Linked DNA regions of Sus scrofa: region 2 is linked to region 1. Evidence: chromatin contacts called from public Hi-C data. All regions are on one chromosome and are shown on one strand. Each heading gives the region's core, a stretch centred on a gene start, on an enhancer-like site or on the middle of the called end of the contact. The rest is flanking DNA. Distances are from core to core; before and after follow the strand shown.

Region 1 (4,983 bases), core at 1,483-3,982:
AGCAGCTTAGAACAGCATTTATTATCTCACCCAGTTTCTGCGGCTTAGGGATTTGGGAGTCATTTAGCTGCCTGGTTCTAGAACAGACTCTCCCATGAGGCTGCAGTCAAAATATTGGCCAGGGCCATAGTCCTCCGAAGGCCAAACTGGGGCTGGGGGACCCTCTTCCTAGATGGCTCCCCCATGCAGCTGGCAGGTAGGTGTGTGGGGCTATTGGCAGGAGGCATTGGTTTTTTTCCCCACATGAATCTCTCCACAGCATTTTTTGAGTGTCCTCACGACATGGCTGAGGGCTTCCCCCAAAGTGAGTGATCCCGGAGAAAGACAGAAGCTGCAGGTTCTTTTTTGCTCCAATTTTTTTTTTAATTGTGGAAAAAACACACTAGTAAACAAGAAGATACATGTACTGCTCAGCGCTATGCAGAAAATGAACAGGTGGTGATATAGGCTGACTGGGGAGTATCACTCCAGACAGGCAGTCAGGGAAGACCCCCCCAGAGGTGGTGACTGTGAGATAAGATCTGGCCGACAGGCAGAGCAAGTCACCAGAAGAGCTGGGAGAGCTCTTCTGGCAGAAGGCATAGCAAGTGCAAAGGCACTGAGGTAGGAACACGCTTAGGAGGCCAGCGTGGCTGCAGAGGGATGAGTGAGGGGAAGGGTAGGAGATAGGAGGTGGCAGGCATCAGCAGGGACCCAACTTATAGGACTTGGTCAAGCAGGATTACTCAGAGAGCAGTGGGCAGCCACAGAGGGGTTTAAGTCAGGGAACAGCACAGTCCTTGCATCCAGGAGCCTCTCCCAAACCGGGAATCATCTCAGCTAAACCCAGAGGCATTCGCTCCTCCAAGCCGGTGTCCGAGAGCTCAGCCTGGAGCAGCTCCGCTGGGAATTGCTACCATCCATCCTTGTCTCTGCCCGCCTGAGACCCAGACCAGCGGCCCCATTAATATAAATGAGGCCTTTGCTGACTCGATTTCCAAATGAGTCCAGCCGTTCAAGATCTCTATTCCAGGAAATGTGAAATTTATATAATGAAAATTAAAAGAGAAACCGGGGAAGCAGCTCCTTAAGTGCCTGCTTCCCGGGTAAGCGAGCCAGGTCTGCGCATCTATCAGGAGATGGATGAAGGTGCCGCCTGAGGGCTGCTGGGAAGCTGTGATCAGTGGGGAGGCCCGGAGCACGGTGGCTGCAGGCAAGGAAGAAGCCACAGACCCCCTTCCTCTCCTCCAAAAATCAGCCGTGATCATAAAACTCACGTTCACTGCTACCTGCCCAGCCCTGTCCTAAGCACTTTACTTACCTGGGTTTTTTCATTTAAGCTTCATGACAACCAGATGGTGTAGGCACTACTATGTTCCCCATTTTACAGATGGAGAAACTGAAGGTCATGTTGGAAAAAGGACTTGACCAAGGTCACGCAGCAAAATAGTGGCCACAATGCGACTCAGGTCTTTTGTCTATTATCTCCAAGGACCCTCTTGTCCAGAGTCCCAACAATGTGGAATGGAAGAAAAGCTCAGGAGGCAGAGAGACTTGGGTTTGAATTCGAGCTTCAACTACTGGCCTGTTGTGTGAACTTTTTATCATATTTAATGTCTACCCTGCTAAAATTCCAGCTACACAGGCGAGGCAGAGATTTTTGTCTGCTTTTTTCACTGTTGTGTTCCCAGCCCCTGGGACATTGACTTGCACAGATTGGGTGCTCAATAAATATTTGTTAAGTGAATGAAAAAGCCAGAGAGGAGTTCCCATCGTGGTTCAGTGGTAAGGAACACAACTAGTAACCATGAGGATGCGGGTTCAATCCCTGGCCTCACTCAGTGTGTTAAGGATCCAGCGTTGCCATGAGCTGTGGTGTAGGGTGAAGACGTGGCTCAGATCTGGTGTTGCTGTGGCTGTGGTGTAGGCTGGCAGCTGCAGCTCTGATTTGACTCCTACCCTAGGAAGTTCCATATGCCATGAGTGCAGCCCTAAAAAGACAAAAAAAAAAGTCAGGGAAGTGGGGACCCCTGAGAATCACTGAGACCAAATTTCCCACTACTCAGAAAGAAGGCAACCGAAAGGTCAGATGTAAGTTGATTTCTAGAACCTAGTAAACAAGCAAGGTACATCCTAAGCGAGGTAAGAATATTATCTCCCTTAACCATCACAGCAGCCCTAAAAGGGACTGTGTCTCTCCCCAGTTTACCTTGGAGGGGACCAAGGCACTGACTTAAATCACTTGCATAAGATGTCACAATGCAGAAGTGGCAGAGCAGGGATTCAAACCCAGCATCCTGGCTCCACATAGCCCAGACTCTCCTCCTCCACACACACACACACACACACACACTTATGTGATATCACCAGGTCCTTCTGTTTTTTGGCAACTCTCAGAACAGAAATCTCCTCCCAGACTGGTGTTTGGGGTCCCCACCCCTCTGTCACTTCCTGTCCCCATTGTCCTCATTGCATCCTAGCCAAATGCAAATCTGCATCCCTGGTGACAGCTGGAAGCTGTAGGCTGTCCAGTTGTCATGGTGATGGTCTCCAGCTCCTATAAACAGTCCCGCCTCCTGGCTGCCTGGCTGGCTCACTCTTACCACATTCAGAAGCCGTTCCCTGAGCCTCACTCCACACTTGACCCCTTCTGGGTGGCTGAAGGGGCCTAGAGGTCCACAGGTCTCCCCTGTTCCCATCTGGGGACCACAGGAAGCTTGGAAGCAGGGCACCTGGTCCCCGCCTTCCTTCCTGCCCCTTCCTGGCTTTGTGACCTTGAGCTGTTGCTTCCCCTCCTGTCCCTGCTTTACAGTGTAGCCATGAAGAGTTAAAGAGCTCAGTCATTCATTCATTCAATAAATAATTATTGTGCACCTACCATGTGCGAGGCAGTGATGTAGGTGCTGGGGATACAGCAATGACCAAAATAGACCAGGGCCTCTGGGAGACAGACAACAAAGAGTTCTGGGAAGAAAATGATCTAGATGAATGTGGATCCCACTAGAGGGATCAGGGCAGGGACTACTTAAGGCCTCTCTGAGAGGTGACACTTGACCTAGACCAGAATAAGCAGATAGCCATGCAAAGATACAGGGAAAGAATATTCCAGGAAGAAAGTGCAGCATGTACAAAGGTCCTGAGGCAGGGGTGACCTGGCCTATTTAGGAACAGAAGACCCTTCTCTAAGAGTGATGTTTTTAACTCCAGCGGGGCAGCTCCAAGGTGTGACACTGCAGGTAGAGGGACAGAACATGAACTTGGCCAAGGGATGCTGCTTAAGATGGCAAGAGGAAGGTGACCTCAGAGCCGGCTGCTGCAGGTCCAGTTTCCAGCTTCTAGAGGGTAGCCCTCAGACTTGGAGTAAAAGAACCAGCTAAGAGTAAAAGAAAAAGCGTTTCTGTCGTGGCACAGTGGAAACGAATCTGACTAGGAACCACGAGGTTTTGGGTTCGATCCCTGGCCTCGCTCAGTGGGTTAAGGATCCAGCGTTGCCTTGAGCTGTGGTGTAGGCCGCAGACATGGCCCAGATCTGCTGTGGCTATGGCTGTGGTGGAGGCCGGCAGCTGTAGCTCTGATTCAACCCCTAGCCTGGGAAACTCCATATGCCATGGGTGCAGCCCTAAAAAGACAAAAGAAAAAAAAAAAAAGAGTAAATATCAAGCAGGCCAATAAAACATAATATCATTCTAACTGCCCATCACTCTAGCTGGTCATTCTTATGACCAGCTTCATAATTTGCAGGGGACCTTGTTCAAAAACGATTGAAAGGAATTCCTGCTGTGGCTCAATGGTAACGAACCCGACTAGTATCCATGAGGACTTGGGTTCAGTCCCTGGCCTCGCTTAGTGGGTTAAGTATCCAGCATTGCCATGAGCTGCAGTGTAGACTGCAGATAAGGCCCAGATCCTGCATTGCTGTGGCTGTGGTGTAAGCTGGCAGCTGCAGCTCCGATTTGACCCTTCCCTGGGAATCTTCCATATGTGGTTGGTGTGGCCCTAAAAAAAAAAAAAAAAAAAAAAAAAAAAAAAAAAAAGACCACGATTGAGAATCTCAAGACAACAACGAATGAGCAATGAATTGAATGTGGGGCCCTTTGGAGCACAGGGTCCTGCACCACTGCCCAGGATGCATATCCGTGAAGCCAGCCCTGCCTCCAAGATAGGCACTTCCTAAATACTTGCTGAATCAAATGGAAGGCCAGGGAAAAGGAAGAAAAATGGACATATGTTTGGCCCCCCTGTGTATCAGACATAATAGCTCGCCCCCATCAAGCGCGCACTAAGCACCAGGCACTGTATGTATCAATGCACTGAAACCTCACAGCAGCCCTATATTATTATTCCCGCTTTCCGGATGAGGAAATTGAGGCTTCCAGAAGTGACGTCATTGGGTTATCACGAATATTCGACAGAAATGATCTGGGGTGAGAGAGCACAAATAAGGGAGGGGGAAAATTAAGAGAGAGAGAAGACGGCAAGAGGAAAAGAAGCCACCATAGGCCTGTCTCTCTAGCTGGGCTGCACTCAGGTCTCTGCCAAGACCGCGTGGAATTTGGGGAGGCCGCCGCACCCCAGATCACAGTGCCATCCGCCCCAGCTTGGCTCCTCTCCGGCGATCCAATTACTAAATGCAGCCGCATTCTTTAAAAATGTCTTTCCTCTTATGTAATGCAATAGTGACAAACGCCAAACAGATGGTGCTGTGACAAGCTTTTAAAAAGTTGATCGGGAGCTCAATTTTCACAATTAATGTATGGGCATTTAAACAAGCTTCAGGCAGCCATGAAGTTCCATCAGGAATCCAAATGGGCGCTCCTTCTGTGGCGCAAAGGGATCAGCAGCATCTTGGGAGCACTGAGACTTGGGTTCAATCCCCAGCCCAACATAGTCGGTTAGGGATCCGGCATTGCCGCAGCTGCGGCTTAGTTTGCAGCTGCAGCTCAGATCTGACCCCTGGCCCAGGAACTCCATATGCCAAGGGGCAGCCAAAAAAAAAAAAAAAAA
Region 2 (4,983 bases), core at 852-3,351, 210 kb before region 1:
CACTGGATTCATCCCCAGAGCCTCAGGGAGTCAGTCATCCCGGACTCCTGTCTGTCTGTCACCCCATGTCCTCTCCTGCTCAGAACCCCCCATGACTCCCACTTCTCATCCACAGAGAAAATCAAAGTCCCTAAATGGCCCCAAAGGCCCCTGCCCTTCTATTTAAAATCAAAACCCTCTCAAGCCTGCCTTCTCCCTCCTTCTCACTCTATTTTTTTTTATGTACAGCAAGAATCACCAAGTGACATATATTTCACTTATTTATCTTGCTTATTGCCCATTTCCTCTATGTGAAGAACTCCCTGGGAGCAGGGGTCTTCCGTTTGGTCATTGATTTCTCTCCAGCATCCAACACTGTGCCTGGTACACAGTAGGTGCTCAACAAATACCTATTAAATGAATGGCCGGATGGATCTGCACAAGCCTGGCTGCCTCCCACTGGAACTTTGTGCTGTGCAGGTGTTTAGAACAGTATGAGGCCCCCAGTGGGTGCTGAATGGGGCAGCACTGTGCTTCGGTCTCCATTCCCGGCCTCCTTCCCCCTCCCCTCTCCACCCTCTCAGTCCATGAAGGGAAGGGATTGAGTCTCAATTATCTTCCTTTGTCCTTCGCACACAGTAGGTGCTCCTTAAATGCTGGTATTGAGGGAAAGACATTGAAATTTGAGGAGTGCCTCCTGTTTGCCATGCACTGAGACAGGTCCTCATACCTCATTTTAGGGGTGAAGGAACTGAGACTCCCACGTGGACAGAAGCAGGCCCTGTCCCTCAACGCTGGCGAAGTGCCCTCCTTGCAGCCAGCTCTGAGGGTGGGGGTCAGGGATCCTTGGGAGCAGAGGGAAGACATGTCATTCTGCAGCATGACCAGCAGAGGGAAGCAGAGATCTGTGGCTCCCAGAATCTGGGTCTGCAGGGCCAGAGAGTGAGCATCTTCTTACACGTGGCACCCTAGGCATTTCATTTGCCTCACTCCGGTCCTAGCCTGGTCTGAGAAGGCTGTCCTACCAAGAGATGCCTTTCTTCTGCCCTGCATTGAGCCCTTATGCTTTCCCAGGCACTGTGCTCAGTGTTTCCCACATATGTTAGCTTGACCCTTAGAACAGCCAGAATGAGCAGGTCCTATTACTGGCCCATTATTCAGAGGTGGCAACTGAGGCCAGACAGGTACGATCACTAGCCAGAGTGATGCTGTTCCACAATGTGTGTTCTGTGTATGGAGGCAGAGTGCGTGCCTTTGGATCGTGAGCCATGATTGTATGTATTAGACATTTGCGTGGTCTCCTTTGGGGAGGGGGTGACTGTATCTGCAGGCGGAAGAGGGAGGAAGTAAATGCCTGAGGCCGTGGCCTGTAGTAGAGCATAATTATTTATTTAAAATATTCATGGGAGTTCCCGTCACGGCTCAGTGGAAACGAATCTGACTAGTATCCATGAGGAAGTGGGTTTGATCCCTGGCCCTACTCGGTGGGTTAAGGATCTGGCATTGATGTGAGCTGTGGTGCAGGTCGCAGACTCAGCTCAGATCTTGCATTGCTGTGACTGTGATGTAGGCAGGCAGCTACAGCTGCGATTCTACCCCTAGCCTGGGAACCTCCATATGCCGAGGGTATGGCCCTTAAAAGACAAAATAAATAAGATAAAATAGGCATGGACCCGTTATATCAGAGACTCAGAACATGTCAGAGGTCTGCAGAGCTGGGATGGCTTGACCCAGCCTCAGAGGATGCTTCAGGGGAGGGGAGGAAGCCTGCCTGACTTTTCTGGGAGGAACAGTAGTTACCCATCTGGAAGCAGGAGGATTTTTCAGACTGAAGGGACAATGCGTGCAAAGGCTCTGGGATGGCTCAAGGAACCTCAATAGCCAAGCCCGGCTCAAAGAGCGTTAAAGAGATGCTGGGGCTCAATTCACTGAGACTCAGAGGCAGGGACAGACTACGGGGGGTCAGATACAGGACAGAGGGTGCCGTGGGGTCCCAGAAAGCAACCTCCACCTCCTGTGGGAATCTCAAAGGACTACCACCTATCACTGTCTCCCTTTTACAGATGGGGAAGCGGAGCCTCAGCGGGGTGGGGCTGCTTGCTCACACAGCCAGGAAGTGGAGGGCTGGGCTTGGAATATACGTTTTGAGGAACCACCATGAACTCCGTGAACTCGGGAGAGATATTTAATGAGTTCTGGCTGAATGAATGAGTTTGCTGATTCATGTGCCTGGCACTGGGCTGAGTGTTTTCCCAGCATTCTCTTATTGAATCCTCAGAGATAACTGTGAGGGAAGTGCTATTATTTTCATTTCTTTTATGGATTTAAATTTAAAAAAAGGAGTTCCCATGGTGGCTCAGCAGTAACGAACCCAACTATCATCCATGAAGATGGGGGTTCGATCCCTGGTCTCACTCAGTGGGTTAAGAATCTGGTGTTGCCATGAGCTGTGATGTAGGTCACAGACACAGCCTGGATCCCGTGTTGCTGTGGCTGTGGTGTAGGCTGGCAACTACAGCTCCAATTTGACTCCTAGCCTGGGAACTTCCATATGCCATGGGTGCAGCCCTTAAAAGACCAAAAAACAAAAGAAAAGAAAACAATGCTCAGAGAGGGCAAGTGATTTGCCCAAGATCACACAGCCCACAAGGGTCGGAAGCAGGATTCGAGCCCAGGCCCTCAGACCTGTCCTCTTATCTCTGGTACCAGAGTGTCCCAAACTCTAGTTGGCTCTGCATTCTGTCTTATCTGTGCTCTCTGCCTTCCTTAACCTTTTCTAAACTAAACCTGTTTCTGTACAAAGGAAACAATATATCATTAGCAGAAATGGAAAAGTCCTGTAATGAATTGCAGACAGCAGTGAAAATAAATACAATAAGAGCTAAATAACGCCAGCACATCCCTGCCAGGTTCTTGCTTGCCAGCCCAGCGGGGAAGCAGGGGCCTAGCTGGAGCTTTTTGTTCGCAGGGCGAGTGAACAAGGTGGTAAGGAGATGTTAGCAGCCAGGGCAGTTTTCTCCCTGAAGCGCTCAGGGTTGCCGGCCTCCCTGGGACCTGATGCCCCCTGTGACCTAGAGCAGCGCCCTCAGCCCACACCCTTCTCAGCTCATCGGGGCCCTCCCAGGCTCTGCCCCCAGACCAGGGTGGGATGGGGGATCCTGGGAATGGAGCCCCCCATCCCTCCCGCCTTCCGTTCCTCCCTGGCAGAGCCCCTCAAGGAGCGTATACAGCTGGCGCTCAGCCAAGCCTCCAGAGCCTGGCCTGCAGAAACTCAACATTCGGTGACTGGTCTTATTTTGTTTTTAATAGAAAAATGTTCCCTGCACCAACTCTTTCCTGGGCAGGGTTTGGAAACCTTTTCCAGATGGGAAATAATTTTAGGGAAGAGGAACAGCTAAAATTACCGGCCATTCTGCTGCCAGCTCCCACTGGGACGAGCCAGCCTCGGCGCTGGAAATTTCCTGAGGTGGGGGTGGGTCCGCGTTGGGGAGAGGAGCCAGGATGGATTGTTGAGACTGGATGTCTCGCCTGGCCGAGCTGCGGTCAGGTCACGTGGGCACTCCGAACTTTCTCGGCTACTGCCAGGCTCCTCTCCGGTCCTCGTTCCACGCAAATTTCTGAGATTCAGCTGCCATTTTGCAGGCAATGCCCAGGGTAGTGTGTATTGGACACACCATTGTGATAAAATCAGCACAAGCTGGCCGGGGAAGTGAACACATCAGACGGCCCAGGGTTCTGCACCAGATAAAGTGTAAGGAAAAGAAACAGTTAGTGGGGAAAACAGAAATGCAAAGACTGAAAAGATATCAAAAAAAAAATTTTTTTTTTTCTTTTTTGGCCACGCGGTGGCATATGGAGTTTCCAGGCCAGGGATCAGATCCACCCCACAGCTGCAACCTAAGCCGCTGCTGCGGCAATGCTGGATCCCTAGCCCACTGTGCCGGGCCGGGTGGACCCTGTGTCCCAGCGCTCCCAAGATGCCACTGATCCCGTTGCTCCACAGCAGGAACTGCTGTTTCTTTTTGTTTGTTTTGTTTTGTTTTTTAAATGGGCAAGACAAAATACAGTGTCTAGGGACACACGTGTTGCTGAAATTTGGCCTCTGTCTGAGTTAGAAACGCGGAGCCCGAGTTTGGGGCGAAGCAGAAACGCGCAGCTTTTATTGCTTTGCCCGGCGGGCAGCTGAGGCCCTAAAGACGGCGGCCTCTCTGGGGAGGGACAGGAGGGGGTCTGAGGGGTTGGGGGTGGAACACAGACACGCCTCAGGGAAGTCGCCAGCTTGTGTTCCTCTTCAAAGCTGGTGTCAGGCATCCTGGGGCGGGGTCTGGTGGTCCTTGAGGTCCTCGCCCATGACCTTCTTTTCTGGAACTTCATCAAGAGTTGACCTCTTCTGTTTGTTGGGGGTTTTAGTTCTGCAGAAGCGCTCAAAAACGTTGTTGTCTGTATCCCTCCAGGAGGAACCAGGCCCCTCCCACAAGGCTGCACTATTGTTTCTCCTTTTCTTTCTTCCTTTCTCCCTTTCTTTTTTTTCCTTTTCTTTCTTTCTTTCTTTTCTTTTTTTTTTTTTTTTATGGCATATGGAAGTTCCTGGGCCTGGAGTTGAATCCAAGCCACAGCTATGGCGATGCCGGCTCCTTTAACCCACTGTGCAGGGCTGACAATTGAACGCACAGCTCTGCGGTGACCTGAGCCACTGCAGTTGAATTCTTAGCCCGCTGCGGAGGCTTTGGGAACTCCTGCTCTTTTCTCTTGACTGCTCCTCCCTGGTCTCTGCATCCCCTCCCTTCCCTGCTTAACAACCGTCTGAACCTGCCCTTTGGAATTCAAGGAAGGCCAAGGAGGCTGAGTGAAGCCTGTCTCCTGCAGACAAGAAATGGGGGACACAGAAAGGCTTTTATGCCCAGGAACCCCACAGGGCCCTGCTGGTTTCACACAGAAGTGACAAAGCTATAAAGAAACACAAGGGCTGACGCTGAAAGTCAGGGTCATGGCTCCTTTGGGAAG

The links. A called contact is a pair of places that touch in the nucleus more often than the background predicts.
Region 2: a Hi-C map of retroperitoneal adipose tissue shows a contact between it and region 1, with 2.8 times the contacts expected there. The contact joins two enhancer-like sites. A contact is called at or near these places in 10 of 47 Hi-C or Micro-C datasets (embryonic fibroblasts, epiblast stem cells, fetal heart ventricle and 6 more) and 2 of 2 datasets of contacts at active chromatin or transcription factors (alveolar macrophages and skeletal muscle).

Annotation. Positions count from the first base shown.
Region 1 is chr17:51,021,735-51,026,717 of Sscrofa11.1, reverse strand. No RefSeq gene overlaps it. Among named protein-coding and RNA genes, the nearest start is that of ZNFX1, 66 kb to the right of the region's middle. Within about 2 kb of position 2,732, at least 12 of the 83 cell types and tissues checked have an H3K27ac peak or open chromatin away from gene starts, as enhancers often do. A contact at or near this core is called in omental adipose tissue and retroperitoneal adipose tissue, where this site is marked.
Region 2 is chr17:51,233,794-51,238,776 of Sscrofa11.1, reverse strand. No RefSeq gene overlaps it. Among named protein-coding and RNA genes, the nearest start is that of PTGIS, 36 kb to the right of the region's middle. Within about 2 kb of position 2,101, at least 21 of the 83 cell types and tissues checked have an H3K27ac peak or open chromatin away from gene starts, as enhancers often do. A contact at or near this core is called in omental adipose tissue and retroperitoneal adipose tissue, where this site is marked.